Linked DNA regions of Mus musculus: region 2 is linked to region 1. The links are chromatin contacts, called in public HiChIP or PLAC-seq maps. All regions are on one chromosome and are shown on one strand. Each heading gives the region's core, a stretch centred on a gene start, on an enhancer-like site or on the middle of the called end of the contact. The rest is flanking DNA. Distances are from core to core; before and after follow the strand shown.

The links. HiChIP or PLAC-seq counts read pairs in DNA pulled down with a chosen protein or histone mark.
Region 2: a contact with region 1 is called in a CTCF HiChIP or PLAC-seq map of the NIH/3T3 cell line, with 19 read pairs. The contact joins the promoter of Kirrel here to the enhancer-like site in region 1. A contact is called at or near these places in 12 of 39 promoter capture datasets (the 3T3-L1 cell line, 3T3-L1-derived adipocytes, cranial neural crest and 8 more), 4 of 15 datasets of contacts at CTCF or cohesin (the NIH/3T3 cell line, embryonic stem cells and large pre-B cells), 119 of 484 Hi-C or Micro-C datasets (the 63-12 cell line, 8-cell embryo, the AML12 cell line and 61 more), 35 of 115 datasets of contacts at active chromatin or transcription factors (the 230-238 cell line, the NIH/3T3 cell line, a beta-TC-6 cell line and 22 more) and 6 of 9 other capture datasets (adipose tissue, embryonic stem cells, embryonic tail and 3 more).

What each region holds. Positions count from the first base shown.
Region 1 is chr3:87,070,800-87,075,231 of GRCm38.p6, forward strand. No RefSeq gene overlaps it. Among named protein-coding and RNA genes, the nearest start is that of Gm24472, 6.1 kb to the left of the region's middle. Within about 2 kb of position 2,567, at least 64 of the 459 cell types and tissues checked have an H3K27ac peak or open chromatin away from gene starts, as enhancers often do. A contact at or near this core is called in the C2C12 cell line, the NIH/3T3 cell line, Sertoli cells and 12 more, where this site is marked.
Region 2 is chr3:87,172,846-87,177,202 of GRCm38.p6, forward strand. It overlaps Kirrel (kirre like nephrin family adhesion molecule 1), which reads right to left and starts at 1,692. Exons shown (of 16, transcript NM_001170985.2): 1 at 1,551-1,692.

The DNA.
Region 1 (4,432 bases), core at 1,317-3,816:
AACAAAAACAAAACAAAACAAAAACAAACAAAACAAAACAAAACAAAACCCTAAGACTCAGAAAGTTTTGGTGGTGTGTTCAAGGTCACATGGCTGTTAAATGGCATGTATGCTAGAGCCCATGTCTGTTTTCTTAAACCAGAAAGAGTACAGATCTGGATGCTGATCACAGGAAGGGGCTGGTCATTGTGCTCCTTGGAGGCTAATTTCTAAAAATGCCAGAATGGCTCACAGAGTAGTACATACCGCATCTGGACACACTGCAAAGAGCCCAGGTCATAATGGCTGCCATGGCCTTAGCCAAGCACTAACTGTGGGATATCCTCATGTTCATCTTCTAAAGATTTTTGTCTGAGAATCTGTGGTCATCTCTTGGTTCTATGGAAAAGATGGCAGTCAGGATCGTGGTGGCAAATAGACCATCTGTCTCTGCTAAGAGGAGCCAGAAGACAGTATATGAATCCAATGGAGAATAAAGGCAGACGTCAAAACTACAGCCACGGGACAAAAACTGGAAGTAAGCAGATCCAAGCTCAGTAGCAAGAAGAACTATCTTCCAATAATCTTGCCAAAATAATGGTAACCTCCTTTTTTAAAAAGGTAGTAATAACCAGGTGAGCATGAACAGTCACCACCACCACCACCACCAACAGACTGCCCACACTGGGTTACACCACATAAAACCACAAAAGTGAACAATCACTTTTGACCTGTAAAACCAGCCATTTTGAGTCAGGTAAGCATAAGGAATAGCTTAGCAACCTGGGACTCCTCCTGTTAATGACCATCAAACTTAGATTCTATCCAGTCATAGTGTAGTTACATCTGGGTACAAAACTGGGTTAGTTGAACTGGCCTGAATTAGCTTTGAGTGCATGTACAATAAGCCAATTATTGGGTATGCAAATGATTTAAATCTGCTGCACTGTGGGAAAGACATGCACAGTTAGCGAAGGCTCATGTAATCCAAGTCCGTCAGTCAAACTAGAGACCCACCCAAACAAACCACACCCATAGCGACCAAACTCCTTCTCTTGAACCCCGTAAGAGCAACCCCCCAATAATTGTCAGGGTCCTTCTGTACCTCACCCACATGTCTCACTGTCAGTTTTGAGTTTATTCTTTTCTAACTTTTATCACTTCTCTTCTTTGAATAGAGTTTCCCTATTATTTTACAATCTTTGTCTACCTTTATTTTATTTTCAACAAGATATCGAGAGTTCATAAATGTCCAAACTGGACTCTAACCGCTATAACAATTTATTATATCTTTCTACCTCTAGAGTAATTTTCAACGCCCCCCCCCACCACTGTCTTTCCTGTTTCACTGTCTACCAGGGTAGCTTCCCACTTTCTTACTGCTCCTCTCTGAGTCTTCCACACACATTCCTGCCTCAGGCTCTTCACAGCTGCCAGTGCCTTCGTCTGGAATCATCTTGTCTCTAGATAAATGCCCAGCTTACCTTGCTTGTAACTGAACTTTCAGCCCTTTCCTGACCACGCAGCATAAACGCTCACTCTCCTATCTACCCTCTGGGCTTACAGCATTTCATCTGTGTCCTTAGCTCTCCCTTCTCTGGCAGCCAACCTATTTATTGTCTTTTCCCCAGCTAATTCAGTGTGGTTATGAGAGCAGGGCCTGAGCTTTGTTCTTGGTATTGGGTTGATTGAGACTAATACATGGTGAATAGTCAGCCAGCATTTGTAACATGGATGAAAGAATACTTTTATTGATGAGGAAGCCAAGGCTGAGAAAGAAAGGCCAAAGGATTCCTCCAAAGGCACAGGGACTGGGGAGACTGAGACGAGCCCAACCATTCGGATTTCATACTCTATACAAAGTCACACTGTGTCCCTTGATGGGTTTGATGAGGAGCCCATATGTCTTCTCTGAGGCGAATGCTTTTGCTTAATTGGATCAGATGGCCCTGAGCTGCCTACAGTTTTTGAGGTTCTGTATCATATTTCTAAGTATTTATTTTGGTGAGGGAATGAATCATGGGCATTCCGAGGAGAGCCAGGTTTGGGATATCCCTTAGCCCCAGTCTTGTGTAATTCTGAGGAGCCAGCCTCTGCTAGGAATATTGGCAGGGCACTGTTTGAAAAGGTGCTTTAACCAGTGTGTCTTTTGGGGAAAGGGAACACTGATCTGGGTCTCAAAATATGAACTGTCCCCAGGATGAGCCTGCATGGAAAGCACAGGAGAGCAGGCGTCTGCGCAGAGGAAGACAAGACAAAGCTCCCAGTCCAGTTCCGGCTGCAGTCCTGTTCTCCACAGGAGGTTGCCTCTGTGCGGCTAATTACAGCGCAGAAAGGAAACAGGAAAGTGAGCGCTAATGAACTGATTTTTCTTTCTCTTCCCCAGGTGCCTTTTTTTTTTCTCTTTTTTCTTTTCTTCCAGAGAACTGATCCTTTGGATTTAGAAGCCTGGGGCCTGGCAAGATCGGACCTATTAAGCCCAGCTGAACAAGCACTTTCTACTGTCAGGTCATGGCTAGAAGAGTGTCTGCACCAGGCAGTGGGGTGTGTGGTATGGGATGATGCTACCGGTGTGGAATGTAACAGCATCACCAGTCCCAGACAACTCACATTTGGACAGCATCCCACGACTTACAAAAGGCTTTTGTATATCTCATCCCACTAAGTGCTCACAGACGTTCATGGAGAAGGGCAAGGGAGCTCAGAAAAGGGTGAGACTCACCTGCCATGTGAACATCAACCAGTTACACAGCACCGCTTAGCTCTTAATCTAGGCCTCATCCTGGACTTGATACTTCTTCCTGAACCCCGGGGGCAATTGCTGACATTAGCCCTCCGCCCCCCATGTGTAAGATAGGAGCAAACATCCCTTCCCCAAAGACTTCTCAAACCAAGCAGTTTCAGTAGAATGGAGACTATAAGCAATTTATTTCTATTTCACAGAGGAGAAGAGATAGATGTGAAGATGTAATTTTCCTGGATAAACAAATGGTGAAAAGCAGGATTTTAATGAAGATAGCATACACTGGCTTACAGTAGTGGATAACCACAAAACATTAGGCTCTTGGGAGCTAGGGGTATTCAGTGGTAGAGCCCTGTTCAGCACACACAAGCCCTTTGATTAGACTTCCAGACAATATCATAGTAAAATGAAGACACCATCAACACCCATGTTTTATCACAAATTGACATAGGGACCCTGCTTTGACCAATCCCTCAGGGGCCCAGGCAGAGACCACTACAACGCTCTCCACCTGGGACTGGGAGTGGGCACTTAGAAGGTCTTTGCCTTAAAAGAACATCGACTCCTAACTTAGCCTCAAAGATCACAGACACAGGCCAGGGGCTGGCACTTCTGTCTTCGTTGTGGCTGCTGTTGCCCTTTACTTTGGATCACCTGTTTAACTCTACACTCACGTGTGCTAATCACTCAAAGAATGCCCATCAAGTTTGTCTTATCTTCTTCAAGGTTGAAAGTCCAGAGACAAATTATCTTAAACTTCCAGTTGCCCTGAATTCACAGCAGACATTTGCACAGTGGAGCTCTCCCAAGCCCCAGCAGATGAGGGTGACTAGGAAGTGGCCATCTCCTGGGAAGCTGATTGATCCTTTTAAGTGCTGTGCTGGTCTGAATAGTTCTAAACTCATGTGTTTGAATGCTTGGCCCATGAGGAGTGGCACTATTAGGAGGTGTGATTTTGGAGTAGGTACAGCTTTGTTGGAGGAATTGTGTCACTGTGGGGGCAGGCTTTGAGGTCTCCTATGCTCAGGATCTGCACAGTGTGGAATCCAGTCTCCTCCTGGGTCCTGTAGTAGTCAGCCTCCTTTTGCTGCCTTCAGGTCAGGATCTAGAACTCTCAGCTCCTTCTACCTGGTAGCTTCCATGCCTGCCTGGACACTGCCATGCTCTCACCTTGATGATAATGGACTGAACCTCTGAAACTGTAAGTGATTCCCAATTAAATGTTTAAGAGTTGTCTTGGTCATGGTGTCTCTTCACAGCAATGAAAACCCTAACTAAGACAAGTAGTGGGCAATGATCAGGACTTCTTCGGACCACCTTACAGAACCAGGACTGAGAAAATGATCAGCCAGACCGTACTTTAATCAGCATTTCTTAACCATACTTTTTGCCTATCCACCCCAGTTCTTCCTCTGTTTAACCTAAGCCTCATGTTACTACTTTGTAAACCTAGGAGTCCCTGGATCTCTTTATTTATTCTTAATTGGGCCACATCAATTAGATCTTCTCCTCTTTCTTCTTTATCTTATCCATCTCCTTAATTGTTGTATAGGTAAGAGTGGCTGAACCTACCATGTTCAGACCTGTGAGGGCCAGGTTTTCACTCTAGAAATTCTGACAACATAATTAATGGGATGTTGTTCCTAAGACAGGAGAAAAAAATGGAACAATGAAACATTTTGGTCTGGAAGTGACATATTACTTCCATTT
Region 2 (4,357 bases), core at 442-2,941, 100 kb after region 1:
CCCTCTCCAGCAACCTGGCTTGAACAAAGTCAGAACTTAACTTATCTTCCCAACTTTCTGACAAGTGGCCAACCTGAAACCAGGCCTTCTTTTCTCCCTCCCCCTAACTCGACTCCTGCTCTCACACAGCGGATGTGCGCCTTCTCATGTTCTAAGAGGGTCCTGAGGCTCCAGGGAGGGAAAGGGAATTGAGACCCCTAAGCTAAGCCAAGCTTTGCCTTCCGAGCTGGAGGAGAGAGGGCTAGCAAAGGGGAGGGGGGTCCAGTGGAGCACCCCACCCCCTACACACACACACACACACACACACACACACACACACACCATTCAGGAGAGGAAGAGAGCTGGCCAATGCCTGGGGCTCTTTCCATTCTGCGGCTTCTCTCTTTCCAGATCACTCACCCACCCCAGTGAGAGACCACCTCCTCCATTTTGAAGACTGTAACATCTCTGTAGGCGCCTGCCTATAAGAATGTCTGCCCCAAGTTTCTTTGTTTGCTCCATGGCTGGGGTGTGTGGAAGCAATTCTGTGTGAGTGAGTGCTATGTCCTTTGAATGTAGGAAACATGTATGTACAGTTTAAGTTTGATGCCAGGGTATAACTAGGCAAGTGTGTGTCAGCTTAGAAGAGGAATCTTCCTTCTTCAGAGGTGTCAATCAGTGTCTTTGTGTATGTGTCTGTCTCCATGTGTGTGTGTGTGTGGGTGGTGGGGGGGTCTCCTTAGGTGAGTAGTCTGTCTCCATGTCTCTGTTGGAAGCTATCTGTGTGTCTGATTTCTGTGCTCCAGTTCAGGCGAGGGGCTCGACAGTGTTAAATCTTCCTTGGAGTCAGTCTCAGGAGGCAAAAGCCTTTTCCTGCAGACCCCAGGCCTGGCTGGGGTTTGGACCCTTGGTTCCTTCACGTGCATCCAGCCCAGTGTACCTGAATGCACTCATCTCTCTCCCACTCTTCCTACCAGCTCTGCCCAGCTAGTTCCAAAGGAGCCTCAGAAACCTGCACTTTTCTGACCCGAAGTGAGTGCCTGGCTCAGTCAACTCCCCTTCCCCTGAACCCAGACAACCCTGGTATCTAGACTTCTATCTCCCACCCACAACCTCCAGGGCGGGGGACCGAATATAGCCTTCCTTTGAGGGGCAGCCCCAAGCAGTATGCAGCCGCACATCAGATGAAGGTGACTGTAGGCTGGATTGGGGTAGCAGGATCCCTCAGCCTCATCTTAGGAAGCCTGCGTCTGTGTTTTCCACGCACTCCGCCCCCCAAATCTGAAATCAAATCCCATCTCCTCCCAGCCTTTCTCTTGCCCAGGACCCAGTAGTCCGGCCCTGGGCCCAGGAAGTGGAGGGATGGAGGAAGGACCGCCAGGAACTGGAGGAAAGACTTTGAGCACTCCGATCCCTTTTCTACTCGGATCTCGGCTTTTGCGACCTAAGTTCTCTGTTCTCCCGCGCAGCCAGAGGAAGCAAGTTGGGCCGCTTCACCAAGAACTCCTCGGTGTTCTCCCGGAAACTCCACGCCCGTTCCCTGGACTCCCTAGCCCGCGGCTGGGGCTTACCTTGTGAGAAAGTGTTGTAGAGAGTGAGGATCCAGATGAGGAGGCTCAGCATGCTGTCCGCCCGCCGCTGGGCCCCAGTCGGCGCGAGCGGGGCCGCCGCTGGCTCTCTCTCCTCCCTCCCGCCCTTGCACACAAGGCGCACACTCGCTTGCCTCTCTAGCCGCCGGCTCGCTCCCCTGGCCCCTCCTCTCGTCCCGCGCCCCCTAATAATTTCTGCCCTCCGGCTTTATCTCTCGGGGCCTCTCTCAACCTCCGCGCCGCGCGCTCTCTCTCCCTCTCCCTCTCTTCCCTCCCCGGCTCCCTCCCTCTCTTCCTGACGTCTGCTCTCCCTCCGACGGCGCCTCCCTCCACTGCCCTCCCCTGGTCCCCCAACGCGCGCGCACACACTCGCTCCGCTCGCTGGAACCGAGATGGGAGGAGAGCAAAGAGAAAGGAATTGAGGGCAGAGGCAAGGGGTGGGGAGGGGTGGGGAGAACGAGGCGTCGCAGGCTCTGGAGCAAGGACCGCTGGGTCCTGGCCCACCAGTGCTTGGTGCGAGACCTACTTTTACCCCCAGTGGTGTAACTGAGCCGGGCATGGGGTGGCAGCCAGGACTGAGGACGAACCTTCATCAATTTGGATGACTGTGTTAGGAGGGGTGTGCTTCTTATGCGTCTGGGGGATGGGGGTGTAAAAGCTTTAAGATCTCTTCTTCGTTTTAATCCCAAACCCCAGAATCTAACCCTAGATGCCTAAATTAAGAATTCTCAATTAACTCGAGAGTGTTGGAGAGGGAGAAGCTCTTCTTGCCTACAAATCTCAGGCTGGAGAAATCTTGACTGTCTTTGAGCCCCTTCTGAGGGCTTCAGCCAGCCACATTGAGGCCCGCCTCAGCGCTGGAGTCCGTAGCAGCCATGAAGAGGCGCAGTTAACTCTTCCTTTGTTCACCCCAGACATTTATCTATCCGGAGGGAAAACCAAAGAACTCGGTGGCTTTCTCTTGTGCCTCCCCGAAGGCTTGCTACAGAAGGCAGCCACTGATCGATCTCTAAGCACTCAGGAACTTGAGGTGCACTGGGGTGAAGACATGGAGAATCGAAATAGAAGTGCATTCGGGTGGGTTCTCCAGTCCAGAACCCAGTGTAGTAGCCACCTCCTCTCCCAATCCCTAAATACATCCTTCTGCTCACTGGGCTGCTGAGTGTGGGAGAAATAATAGAAACACAGGAATTGCACAACTTTGCAATTACGCCCATCTGGAGAGGCCTCCACCTCTTCCTTCTCATATTCTAGATCTCCTGAGTCCCTAAAAGCTCCTGGCCAAGATAGCTTTATCTTCAGGCTTGGAACTAAGGCACACAGCTCTAGTGCCCTCTGCTGATATGAGATGGGCACAGTTTCCTCAAAAAATCTTGACAGTTAGATTGAGTGAGTGGTCCAGACGCAATCTGGAACAATTAGAGGGCACAGAAACAAAGTCAAAACTAGCCAGCTAACCAGTCAACCAACCAAACTAACAAACGACCCATAAGTTCATATTCAAAAGCATAATATGACTCAGAGTTCTCTTTATGTTAAAAATATTTGCAAGCATAGACAAAAACCAAAATTTTAAGACAGGGATATCTAATCCAGAGATTAAGAATACCACCCCACACAGAGACAAGCATCCATACAAACACATGCACTCAGACATGTTAGGGTTTTTAGTTTATTCATCAACTGATCATTCAACAGGTATTGCTTTGGTACTTGATATGGTCCAGTCACAAAACCAGTCAGATTATAAATGAATGAATGAATGAATGAATGAATGAATGAATGAATGAATGAATGAATGAATCCGAGTATAGTGGTGCATGTCTGTAACGCTAGCTCAGGAGACAATGGCGGAGAACTGGCTGGGCATCATGATTCACACCTTTAGTCCCAGTACTTGGGAAGGAGGAGGCAGGCTTATCTCTGTGAGTAAAGGCCAACCCGGTCCTTTTAGGAAGATCCAGGACAGCCAGGGCTAAAATGAAAGCCTGTCTTAAAACAACAGCAGCAACAACAAAACACACAAACAACAAAACCAAATGTAATTGTAAGTTCAAGAAAAACCCAGGAACTCAGCCTATATAATAACACCCTGAATACACACAAGTTCCTTCCTTTTAAAGGTTCACTCAAAGAGAGGGGTGGGGAGATTGGTCTGTGGGAAGTATAACGTACTAGATTATGTTTAATGTTACGGGTAACAAAACAAAATACAGGAATAAAGAAGGAAGAAAGGGGCAGCTTTTCCTATAACTGGTCAAGGAAAGCTGTCCTCTTTGACATTGAGTATGAACTTATGGGTCGTTTGTTAGTTTGGTTGGTTGATTGGTTAGTTGGTTAGTTTTGACTGTGTTTCTGTGCCCTCTAGTTCCAGATTGCGTCTGGACCACTCACTCAATCTAACTGTGAGCATTTGACATTCACCTCTGCAGGCATTTGAGGACAGGACATAGCAAATAGACGGGCACAGATGACGTTTCTCTGGTCAGGGAATTCTGGGAGTGAGACAGCCTTTCCCCTTTATTCTGAATGAGTACACACTAGAAGGGGACCCTGAAACACAGACAAAGAAAATGCCAGGAGGACCAACACTCCCAGCAGCCAGAGGACTCTTCCCTATGCCTTAGCTGGCCTCCTCCTCTCCCTTTAAATACAAAACTTCACCAGCTCATCCTGAAAGACTTTCTTTCCTCTCCAGACTCCTACAAGCTACTCAGGATCACAGGTCCTAAATTCCTACGCCCCTTTGCCTAACAGTCTCCAACACCAGATGTGTTAGGGTCTCCTGA